2 separate regions of the Mus musculus genome follow, and region 2 is linked to region 1. Evidence: chromatin contacts called from public Hi-C data. All regions are on one chromosome and are shown on one strand. Each heading gives the region's core, a stretch centred on a gene start, on an enhancer-like site or on the middle of the called end of the contact. The rest is flanking DNA. Distances are from core to core; before and after follow the strand shown. Region 1 overlaps Opcml (opioid binding protein/cell adhesion molecule-like). Region 2 overlaps Opcml (opioid binding protein/cell adhesion molecule-like).

Region 1 (2,640 bases), core at 54-2,553:
TTCCAGGCCAGGAGGATGTGATGACACAGGATCGCCCTCAGCTAACCATCTGTGATGGCAGCGTGTGTTGGGGCTATTTCACAATTGAAGGCTTTAGATTTCCTGTGCCAGGGCACGACTTTTTATGAGTCTTAGGAAGACACAGCCCCTCAGTCTAACCCTGTGCGGTGCACTTGGGCCCTGATGCAAATTATGAGGCCTTTGTGTTTTTATGGGCTGGGACCAAGAAGAGCAAGCATGTAGCTTTTATGCACCGACATCATTCCTGTGTGAGAAGCACAATAGGGAAGCTTTTTGTTTTAGCTTAATGAGTTACAGAGAATCACTTCCATGCTCCAGGCAGAGGGGTGGAGATGCTTGGAATATGAACCTTTGGGGACTGGGCCTGCTGCAGCAGAGACTTTAATAAAAATGCAGCCACCACTTTCCACGAGCTCAGCAGATATCATCTTTTATCCCTTTAATGAGGCAGTTCTGGTCCTAGGAGACAGATTCAGGGACATCCCAGCTTAAGTATGTCTCAGTGTACACAGGGTGAATGTGTTTGCCCTGCCTATGACTTTGATGGTTATAGTGAAAATAAAATATTCTGACCCAGATTCTGCAGCCAGAATGCCTGGCTTCTACAAGGAGATATTGAGGGTGGGATTTCCTTCTTCCTGTTCTCTGTGCTTTTCCTTGTGGAGTCCTTCCAACACACACAGATATCTCCCAGAGGAAGAAATCTTTTCACATGAACCCTAGGGTTAAATTTGGATCCCTTCTGCCTTGGGAGGTTCGTAGGTAAATCATCTTTTCAGCTAGTGAAAGATCCCAAAGTCCTGTCTTCTTGACCTGCATGGTCCTAAAGACAGCATGAGTTACAAGTGCTTCTCATCTTTTGAGCACCCCTTAGCTTGTAGTGGATGAGAGTGCCTTATCCTTATTGTGTTGCTTCAAGGAAAGTTCCAGGTCTGCTCTTTGAGGTATGATTTGTGGGACTTCACTTTTGCAGGGGACTGGTGGTTCAAAGGTGCCAAAAGCATCTAACCGCAGTGTATGTGAACCCAGGAAATGTGGATAGTAGTAGTAGTGGCAAAAGAGTTTCAACACTGCCAAATACCTCTTGTTCTTTCAGTCTTTTGTTAGAGGCAATGAATTGTTTCATAAACAAGGGGGATATCACTAATAAATTTACAAATTCTGCTGTCCTCCTCCTTCCTGTCCCTGAAAATTAAATAAAAAACTTAGAAACTTGAGCTTCTGCCTTCTGGGTGCAGTAAGACAGTTCTACCAGCAGAGGGCGAGCTTCAAGCTTCAATCTCTCTCTCTCTCTCTCTCTCTCTCTCTCTCTCTCTCTTATTAGCTACTGGCCTGTTTTCATGATCTTCAATTCTAATGTTTAACAGCTGGGCTTGGTAATGGGAAAGGGGAATAAAAAAGGAAAAGCTGAATGGTTGCTTTTCATGCTTTGTGGAAACAACAATGTGTATGTTCAACTATGACTGCTGCTGCTTACCTGACCGTTGTGGTAGCTGACTTTTAAAAGTCAGCACAAGCCATGTTGATTTTGTCTCTCTTCTCTCTTCTGCCCCTTTCCCCTGCTATAGACAAACCTATCCCTGTGCCCACCTATTACTCTCTGGATCTCCTCTACAGATTTTACCTCGTGTAATCTTCTCTTCCATTGCTCTAATCTTACAAGGTGCCTCCACCGGACACTCTTTTCTTGTTACCTATGGTCTCCTTCACTTCTTCCCACCATCATTAATTCTTACTATTCTCTATGCTAAAATAGCTTGCTACTACCTCAACATTTCTTGAAAGAACATAAACAGTCCATGCAGATTTCTGCAGCTCAGCTTTCAACCTCTCTCTTTTTCCTTGTCTACTAATCTGTTCTATGAGCTGTGTTCCTTTCTTATCAGTAAGACGAGGTACTCAGTTGTTTCACTGAGAGGCCATGTTCTCAGTAAGGGGAAACCCACAGTCTTGGCCTCAGGGAAATCTATCATATGGTTTTTGGTAGTATTTTTGTTTTCTAAAACTTACAATTCATTTTACCTCTTCATTTTTTGCAATACTGGGGATCAAACTCAAGGCCTTATGCATGCTAGATAAGAGTAGTGCTATAGCCTTATAGATTTTCCTATAGCCTTATAGCTCTATGTAAAATGACTTTTATGACTCCTTGAAAGAGTTCATTAGGGGTTTATTTCTTGGGAAGTTAGTGTTCCGAATGTATCAACGAGTTAAATGATACACCTATCAGAATTAGTAAACCCCCTTGAAGGTGTCTGTTCCAGGTCACATGACCTCTTAGTTCCTAAATCCTGAACAAAGTCAGGCAAGGAGCAGAGACCAGAAGGTAAAGCCAAGATATCCTAAGCTTGTGTACACACTCAATTCCCTGTGAAAATTTCCCCAGCTCAGAGAGGACAATTGCTTCCTGTGGGAGATCAGTTTTGTTTTGACAGGCCCTTGATTGTGCTGAGAGACCTTAGGAAGTGACGTGCTACAGCATGCTACAGAAGACTGAAGTTTTCAGTATAGATAAAAACTCATTTTATATAAATGAGGCCATATTATCATCCCTGTAACTATTCATAGGGCTGCTTGGAAAGTAAAAATAATTATTTTAATACTGAGTTATTTTGCCTT
Region 2 (2,640 bases), core at 67-2,566, 210 kb after region 1:
CCCACTACTCATGAGAATAGTCAGAGCTCCCTTCAAGGCGTGGCCAAGGCAGGCTAGCTGGTGGCTCCAGACAGGCCATCTATTGCATATTTAAACTATTTATATGACTCAGGACTTGATCATCAGCTCCTCTAAAACATGGGCTGATCAATGTCTCTCTCATGGGCTGGATTCCCTTGAAGTTGGCATATAAAATCTAGCAGACTCAGGAATTGACATCTCTTCATTCTGTGAAGTTATTTGTGTTCTGTGATACACATCTTCACTCTGAGCTATGCCTCCACTTCAGTACATGCAGAGAGAATAGAGAGTCATATATCTAGATGGTTGGACAGTTTCAGTGTGTTCACCACAGTAGTCATTGCATGGACTCAACTCAGACCTTTCTAGAAGTATCTATGACAGGGCAAATGACCATTCCTGGCTAGAATTTGTCTTCCCCCAAGAGAGCTCATCTGTGTATGAACCTGGACCCTGTTTCTTCAGTACCATCTGGTGATGTTGGAAGAGAGCCCTGACAGACCTTTGTTTAGAAGGAGACAACATTTTCAGCATTTTATTTCCATTCGAACTGATTTCTGAGCAGGTGACTCACTCTCTGCCCCTTCTGGACTCTCCATGGGTAGATTTAGAGTTGGGATGGTTATTTATCTGAGGGTTGAAGGTATGAGAAAGAACCTACCAGGTGGAAGTGAACAGGAGATTATGTTTTCTCAGATGCCCTTCTGGGTCCTCTTATGGTGCAAATATGGCAGAACATACAAACAACCCTTCGGTTTGTAGCTCTGCCATATTACTGTTTTTATAGTAGCAATAATAGAGTAGGAACAATTTCATTGTAGCTAAGAAAAAATGAGCCCTTACATTTGGAACAGAGTTCATGTGGCATGTGACCTCTGGTCACTGTCTCATTCTTCCAGACAGTTCCAAATTCTGGAGGTCAAGATGTTACTGTGCCTTTTCCAATACCAGCCAAAGCAAAGGTACAAGCGAACCCTTTGCCAGGATTCATGGCTTCACAGCACATGGATAATGGTCTAGTTCTCTGTCTTATTCAAAAGCCTTCTGTTCTTCCAAAGGAGAATGACACTGCCTCTGACTGAATGGAAAGGTGTATTTTAGAGATCTTTCCAGCCCCTTGTTCAGGCCAGGAACACACCAGAGCCTTATCAGAAGTTGCCAGTCGGGGTCTTGTCTAGAGCTCTGCTCTAAGAACCTCTAATTTCTCCACAGAATTGCCTGTCTTAGGAAGATGCTGAGTATACAGAGCCAGAAGCATGAGTCTTGGCTTCTCACTTCCTCCCACAGCATGCAAGGAGTCTGAGGCATATGTCCAAATGGTCATCTTCCCAGAACAGTGAAAACAGGATATTTTTGGTCTGGTAGATGATGACTTCCTTTTCACTGAGACTCTGTCCTCTTCACATTCTATCACCCTTCTTGCCAGTTGGTAAAGAGTAAGCCCTGGGTTAAGGGAAAGTAAATAAGGACCCAGGAGTTTTGGTTACTAAACTGGTTCTCATGTGGTTCCCACTAGCTGTCATGCACAGTGAGGTCATTAATATCCCAGGCCATAGGGAGCACAGGAATATTCAGCCCATTTAGATGGATCATAAGACTGCCAAAAGATAGGGTTCTATCAGGGCTGGATAGATGGCTCAGCGGTTAAGAGCACTGACTATTCTTCCAGAGGTTCTGAGTTCAATTCCCAGCAACAACATGGTGGCTCACAACCATCTGTAATGGATCTGATGCCCACTTCTGGTGCTTCTGAGGTCAGCTACAGTGTACTCATATAAATAAAATAAATGTTAAAAAAAAAAAGATAGGGCTCCATCCAGGTATGCCACCAGGGTTGTTTGAAAAGAAGCTAGGGGAGTAGGGTGACATAAATTTACTAGTGGGGGATTATGTTCTCTCAGATGCCTCATTTAGAGGATTTTCTCTCATCAGGAAGATGCATCAATGTGCAATAATTAAAAGCATCCCCTATAGTGCTTCAGAATTTATAATATGCTGCAATTTATTTTATATGTCTAAATAGTCAACTTGAAACCTAATTTAGCTCTTTACTTTTACAATAAAAAAAGGTTTGAAAATGCTACTCTTAATCATAAAAGAATTTATCCCAATTTTAAAAGTTGTAGATATCATAATGTAAGCCAATATATAGTGCTAGGAATTATAATAAACAACGTTGTGGCTGTTCTACTGCCCATTGGAAAGTGGGGTCTTCTAAGATGGCAGAGGCAGAGGCAGAGGACCAAGCCACATCCAGAGGAAGTGGGTGAAGGGGTATATGTGGCAGAGAAAATAGTGCCTCCAAGTCCACAAACACACTCTTCCAATGACTTAGAATGAAATCTCTCTGTCAGTGGTTCACAACTTTCCTAATGCAATAATTCTTTAATATAATTTTTCACGTTGTAGTGACCCTCAACCATAAAATTACTTTGTTGCTACTTTGTAACTATAATTTCACTACTGTTTTGAATCATAGTGAGCATATATGATATGCAGGATATCTGATATGTGGTCTCCAAAGGGGTTGCAGCCTACAGGTTGAGAACCATTGCTGTATAGCATGCCATGCTAATGCTATGATACAAAGATGCTCCTCAAGAAAAACAAAGCCTCTGA

Evidence for each region. A called contact is a pair of places that touch in the nucleus more often than the background predicts.
Region 2: a contact with region 1 is called in a Hi-C map of cerebellar granule neurons, with 3 times the contacts expected there. The contact joins two enhancer-like sites. A contact is called at or near these places in 6 of 484 Hi-C or Micro-C datasets (brain, cerebellar granule neurons, cerebellum and 1 more) and 3 of 115 datasets of contacts at active chromatin or transcription factors (SST interneurons, embryonic stem cells and fibro-adipogenic progenitors).

What each region holds. Positions count from the first base shown.
Region 1 is chr9:28,404,743-28,407,382 of GRCm38.p6, forward strand. All of the region lies in intron 2 of Opcml (opioid binding protein/cell adhesion molecule-like), which reads left to right. Among named protein-coding and RNA genes, the nearest start is that of Gm39313, 9.9 kb to the left of the region's middle. Within about 2 kb of position 1,304, at least 6 of the 459 cell types and tissues checked have an H3K27ac peak or open chromatin away from gene starts, as enhancers often do. A contact at or near this core is called in cerebellar granule neurons, where this site is marked.
Region 2 is chr9:28,617,380-28,620,019 of GRCm38.p6, forward strand. All of the region lies in intron 2 of Opcml (opioid binding protein/cell adhesion molecule-like), which reads left to right. Among named protein-coding and RNA genes, the nearest start is that of Gm39313, 220 kb to the left of the region's middle. Within about 2 kb of position 1,317, at least 6 of the 459 cell types and tissues checked have an H3K27ac peak or open chromatin away from gene starts, as enhancers often do. A contact at or near this core is called in cerebellar granule neurons, where this site is marked.